2 separate regions of the Gasterosteus aculeatus genome follow, and region 2 is linked to region 1. The links are chromatin contacts, called in public Hi-C maps. All regions are on one chromosome and are shown on one strand. Each heading gives the region's core, a stretch centred on a gene start, on an enhancer-like site or on the middle of the called end of the contact. The rest is flanking DNA. Distances are from core to core; before and after follow the strand shown.

The links. A called contact is a pair of places that touch in the nucleus more often than the background predicts.
Region 2: a contact with region 1 is called in a Hi-C map of tail fin, with 6 times the contacts expected there. The contact joins two enhancer-like sites. A contact is called at or near these places in 6 of 6 Hi-C or Micro-C datasets (blood and trunk muscle, liver, skeletal muscle and 2 more).

Annotation. Positions count from the first base shown.
Region 1 is chr2:12,194,537-12,197,236 of fGasAcu3.hap1.1, reverse strand. No RefSeq gene overlaps it. Among protein-coding and RNA genes, the nearest start is that of samd11, 24 kb to the left of the region's middle. Within about 2 kb of position 1,421, at least 1 of the 9 cell types and tissues checked has open chromatin away from gene starts, as enhancers often do.
Region 2 is chr2:12,270,167-12,273,090 of fGasAcu3.hap1.1, reverse strand. It overlaps noc2l (NOC2-like nucleolar associated transcriptional repressor), which reads left to right. Exons shown (of 18, transcript XM_040192217.2): 11 at 450-561; 12 at 2,189-2,302. Among protein-coding and RNA genes, the nearest start is that of noc2l, 7.7 kb to the left of the region's middle. Within about 2 kb of position 1,605, at least 6 of the 9 cell types and tissues checked have open chromatin away from gene starts, as enhancers often do.

The sequences.
Region 1 (2,700 bases), core at 172-2,671:
ATCCTGAAACGAGGGTTTGCTGGTTTTCGTTTACACCGAATGGTCACAAGCACAAACACACATGAAATAAGATTTGCTTAGCGCGCCATCTTGTGGAAAGAAGCGGACATCTCATCTGATATGAAACTACCACAACTATTTAAAATTGTTTGAATTATGTGACCGTTGATATTGTGAATACAAGTTAAAATAGTTATTGTACATAATAAATAAATGTGTAGAAAAACACAATATAAGTGCTGATATCCTTAAGGGACTTAAAGGGTTAAAGGGTCATAGACACTAACAATAGAAATTAAAACAGACTGGCCTGAAAATACATCTAACTTAGATTAGAGAAAAACATTTTCCATCTTTTCTCTCAGACTCCCAAAACATTAGACTGACCAGTGTTTGCTATTTTATGAGGAAGGATAAGGAGCGTCTGAACAACATACGGTAGAGAGAGAGGTTTCATAGTTTTGCAAAAAGCTGCACAAACTTTCTTGTTTTGTTACTGAAATTAAATTAGAAAGATTATGGGATGACGAAGATGTTTTACCAATATTGACATGTCGGCTGTGGATGCACATTTGTGGAGAAACAAGATCTGTAATGAAATATGGTCTCACTCACAATCATTTAAACATCCAAGTCCATCAAAAGATGCTAAACAAGATATGGAACCAACTTGGCTCTGTAAACATGGTGATTATACTCACATGTGACTTTATTATATTTACAACCTTACACTAAAGTTATTACTCAAGGAGTTAAATAAACACTGCACGCTCTGGAATAAAAAGGTGGCCGTAAATTTGGGAGGTTTTTAGGAGGCAGAATGCCCATCATTCAGCAGCCAACATCCATAAACTGGGCTATTTCCCCTTTCCTCAGAGAGGCAAGAAATGTTATAAAACCGTGTTATTAATCATCTATTTAATTAGAATCGTAATCATACCAAGTGTTGTGTGAATAGCAGTTAGCTACAGTAGCAGGATATCTATGCGAATAGAGCAACACTCACACATCCTGTAAGGTTTTATGTTAATTTACCGTTAACATTTCCTAAGAATGTTGTGAAAGGTTTGTTAAACCTCTTACGTTAACATTATATATAATATAATAATCTGTGTGTCTGCGGCGTGATTTCATGTGTAATTTTCAGTCCTCATCATCACGCAGGCGAACAAGCCATTCAGAATAAGCCCTCGTTTAGCTCGTGTGTCGATTGGGGATTTTTACCGTTCGGCGATTGAGACAAACTAACGCTTCTAGTTTAAATTGAGCAAAATGTTTCTTCTGAGTTTTATTCGTGTAGTAACTCACCGTTCGTCGAAACGGGGGGAATTCATCGTTTTATTCCCCTGGTGACGTTTAATACGCGGACCGTCTACACCTGTTGTGATTGTCTTTGCGACGCGGGCAGGTGAGCAGCACGTGATTGGTTGCTGACAGTCAACGTCACCGCCGATCACTTCCGGTTAGTTTTCAATGTAAAATATGCAGTTGTTTAGGAATCAGGAATCAGGAAACATTTATTAGCCAAAATATGTCAAACAATCAAGGAATTTGTCTTGGCGGTTAGTGCGCGACAGTAGACAGACAAGACAACAGTGCACAAGTAATAAAATAAAGTGGAATGAAATGCTGATGCAATGGGTTAGTAGAATAAGGCTAAGGCTATGGGTTAGTATAAAACAAGGGAATAAAGTTAAAAAAAATTAAATATTAAAAAGTTAAAAAGAAAAATATTAAGCATAAAGTGCACTAACAAACAAGTAACAGACAAGAGACAAAGTGACAAGTGACAAAGTGATGAATTGCAGTTAAAGTGGCATGTGCAGTATGAGGGGGAGTGACCGGTGGAGTGTTATGGTCAGGCAGTGGGGGACCGGGCTCTGTTGATGAGCCCGACTGCCGACGGGAAGAAACTGTTCGTGTGGCGGGAGGTCGTAGTCCTGATGGACCTCAGCCTCCGGCCAGATGGAAGGGGCACAAACAGTTTTTGTCCGGGGTGGGAGGGGTCGGCCGCGATCTTTTTAGCTCGCTTCAGAGACCTGGAAGCGAACAGGTCCTGCAGGGACGGCAGATTGCAGCCGATCACCCTCTCTGCAGAGCGGATGACCCGCTGAAGCCTGCCCTTGTCCTTGGCTGTGGCTGCAGCGTACCAGACGGTGATGGAGGAGCCGAGGATGGACTCGATGATGGCCGTGTAGAAGTGGACCATCATCGTCTTTGGCAGGTTGAGTTTCTTCAGCTGCCTCAGGAAGAACAACCTCTGATGAGCCTTCTTGGTGATGGAGCTGATGTTCAGCTCCCACTTGAGGTCCTGGGTGATGATGGAGCCCAGGAAACGGAAGGAATCCACAATAGTGACGGGGGAGTCACACAGGGTGATGGGGGAGGGTGGGGCTCTGTTCCGCCGGAAATCCACAACCATCTCCACTGTCTTTAGAGCGTTGAGCTCCAGGTTGTTCTGACTGCACCACGACACCAGATGGTCAGACTCCCACCTGTAGGCGGACTCGTCCCCACCAGAGATTAGTCCAATGAGGGTGGTGTCATCCGCAAACTTCAGGAGCTTGACGGACTGGTGGCTGGAGGTGCAGCTGTTGGTGTACAGGGAGAAGAGCAGAGGGGAGAGAACGCAGCCTTGGGGGGAACCGGTGCTGATGGTCCGAGAGGCTGAGACATGTTTCCCCAGCTTCACGTGCTGCT
Region 2 (2,924 bases), core at 356-2,855, 76 kb before region 1:
TCTTTTGATGTCTGCCAAATCCTTAAACTCATGGACCTTTCAAACTGATCACTCAGGGCTACTTTTGAATCTTAATATAGCTGCAACATTGTGCTGCAAAAAAAAAAGTGCTGCAATGAGGATGAAAACTCCTGCATGGAGGGAAATGTGATTGCTGACTTTAGGTAATACAACAATGTAATCATGAGTTTATTTTTCAACTGTGAAATACACAGCCCTGAGTACATATCTTTATCTCTACTGCTTGATAACTCAATACAAGTGTATGTAAGAATAGTATTGAACACAATTATCATTTCTGATTCACAAGTAGCGTTTGGGATTTCATCCCAAAGTCTGATATCATATATTCTGTTTAAAACGCTGATCTGATTTTTCGGGTGAGTGTCACTGTACAATTTGCCAACAGCAGGTGGAGACATTGACCTCGGTTTTCTTTTACCGAACAGACTGGTGCCCTCATCGAGATACTACCCACTGAGGATGCACTGTTGCAGAGCCCTCACCCTGCTGTCCAGCAGCACCAACACGTTTGTACCTGTGCTGCCCTTCCTCCTGGAGGTAGGACGTCATGTCATATCCAATAACCACTAGTCAAAGTGCATAAACTGAAGGGACTGATGGGATTAATACAGCTTGTGTCAAGTTTGCAGCCGTTTAAATAGTTTCTCTAACCATTATACTCAACTGAGAGATCTCAAATGCGTTTGAATTATGCAGAATAGTTAGTCAGTTGGTTGTCTTCATCTCAAGCGGAAACAATAAAAAAGTAGATGTGATGAAATGTTCCGTCAGTGGTTTGCTGTGGAAAACACCAGTGGCGTCTGAATGGATTTTGGTCTCAACGGCCACAACTGAAGAAGTTCAGGGGGAAACGCATCAAAAGATAAAACTGAGAGCGAGAGAGGGAGAGACATCTTTTTATCAGACCAATCACGGGTCACCAACTGACAACATTTTCTCCGGGTCAGGTGATCGTGCGGTTTGTGTGTCTTCTGTGAGCGAGTGTGTGCAAGCGTGCGGTGGGTCGGTGTTGTCATGTGCCAGAGAGCGGAGGGGCTGGCGACAGTGACTAGCTCGGCCCGCCTGGATTGCTCGTCCTTTTTTCCTTTTCTCTGTAAGCGTGTGCGTGTGTGCATGCGGCAGTTTGACCAAAGCAATAAAGGCTCGTTTGTGGTTCACACGCTGGTCCTAACGCGCTGTGCAGACCACATCCTCCCTGCTTATGCCCCCCCTCCCCGAACGCATACTCAGAGCCCCCCCCCGCCCCCCCCCCCCTACAGCAAACCGTGTTTATTTGTGACGCACGATATTTCCTGTGCCTTTTCTGCCTTACTGTTCCCCTTGTTAAAGCACAGTTAACGGCGGGCGGAGGTACGCTGCTACTGTTTTAATTAGAGCAGTAGAAGCAGCCCTTTCCTCCTGTGTGTGTGTCTCTGTGCCTGTGTGTGTTCTCGCATCTCCATGGGGGGTGTATGATTTGGAGCTTCCTGCTTCACTAGCTGTGCGTGTGCGCGTGCATCGCGCTGTGTATACGTGCATGCACCCGGGTTGGCCCATGCCTTCCCACTTCCCTCTGGCTCCCCCGCAGACCGCCACCACATCCTATGTTTGTACAGACAGCACCGGCCAGGAGCGTTGCTCTGCTTCGCACACTGAGCACAGTAACGACCACACACACAAACGCACTGAGATACGGGGAGGTAGAAATAGCCTGATACACAAGTACCAACACAAGACCAAAATTCACTTGCGCATCGTGGGCAGATGTGAAAGCTGACGCTTGTAGACAAAAGCCCACTCAGTGGCTAAAATTTACTTTGACGTACTGTGATGTAAAATGAACATTGCAAGAATGATTGTCACATGAAAAACACCTCAACGTACAGTTCACCTGTGGTTGTTCATTTAAGTTAACCTTGAAAAAGAGGTTTCCAATGAAGAAGCAAATGTAGCTTTTTTTAAATGTACATTGACGCTAAGATAGTTTATACTTTACATTTATTTTGTGAAATTTAAACCAAATGAGCGATGGCAAACAAGGATTAAAAGACCCAATAATCACAAACGTGAACTACGGTTGTCGGGCAACGTGTTGCTATGTTTGGCGCTACGTTGTGCACTTCACTGTGCTACCAAACATCTCTGAAAATATTTGGGTCTGAACTAAACATTTTCTTTTTTACAGATGCTCCAGCAGGTGGACTTCAACAAGAAACCGGGGCGAATGAGCAAGAAACCCATCAACTTTGCAGTCACCCTGAAGCTGAGCAACGTCAACCTGACGGAGAAAGCCTATAAGGTTTGATCCACCACCGGTGCTCCTGGTCTGTGTTGGTGTTAACGAGTGGTTCAATTCTTAGACAATGAGATTTCCCCGTTGTTCCCTTCCCCTGCGTGTTCAGCGCCGTACGTTAGGGGATTGAGAGGATTGCAGCGCGGCCCTCTGGGATTATCCCTCACACTCTGCTCACCTGGGCTATTTCCCCTGCCGTCACCTGGGCGTCTGCCACGAACCGCTGCCTCGTAGTCGCGTAGCAGACCTGACTACACAAGAACCGATCCGTCTGAACCTGAACCCGTGTTAGACAAAATCGGGCTTAACAAAGACAGCCACTCGGTTATTCAGTTACATTTGATTCAATCTTTTCAACGTCCAGCATGTTTTATGGCGTCATGAATATGTATTGGACCCATTAATGTAGCCTGGTAATTGAATTGCCGTTTAATTTCACTACATTCAATCATTCGGTCTGATGTCTGGTTTGTCTTTCGAGGAGGCAGGTTATTTTGTTCTGCACTGACGATACAATTGTGAGTTACATAACCGGCTGTTTCACAAATGGATGCTGTGCTAGCGACGTCTAGGAGCCTTCATTGACTGTTCACGCTCTTATGTGGATGGAGGTTTTTCTTCGGTTTGG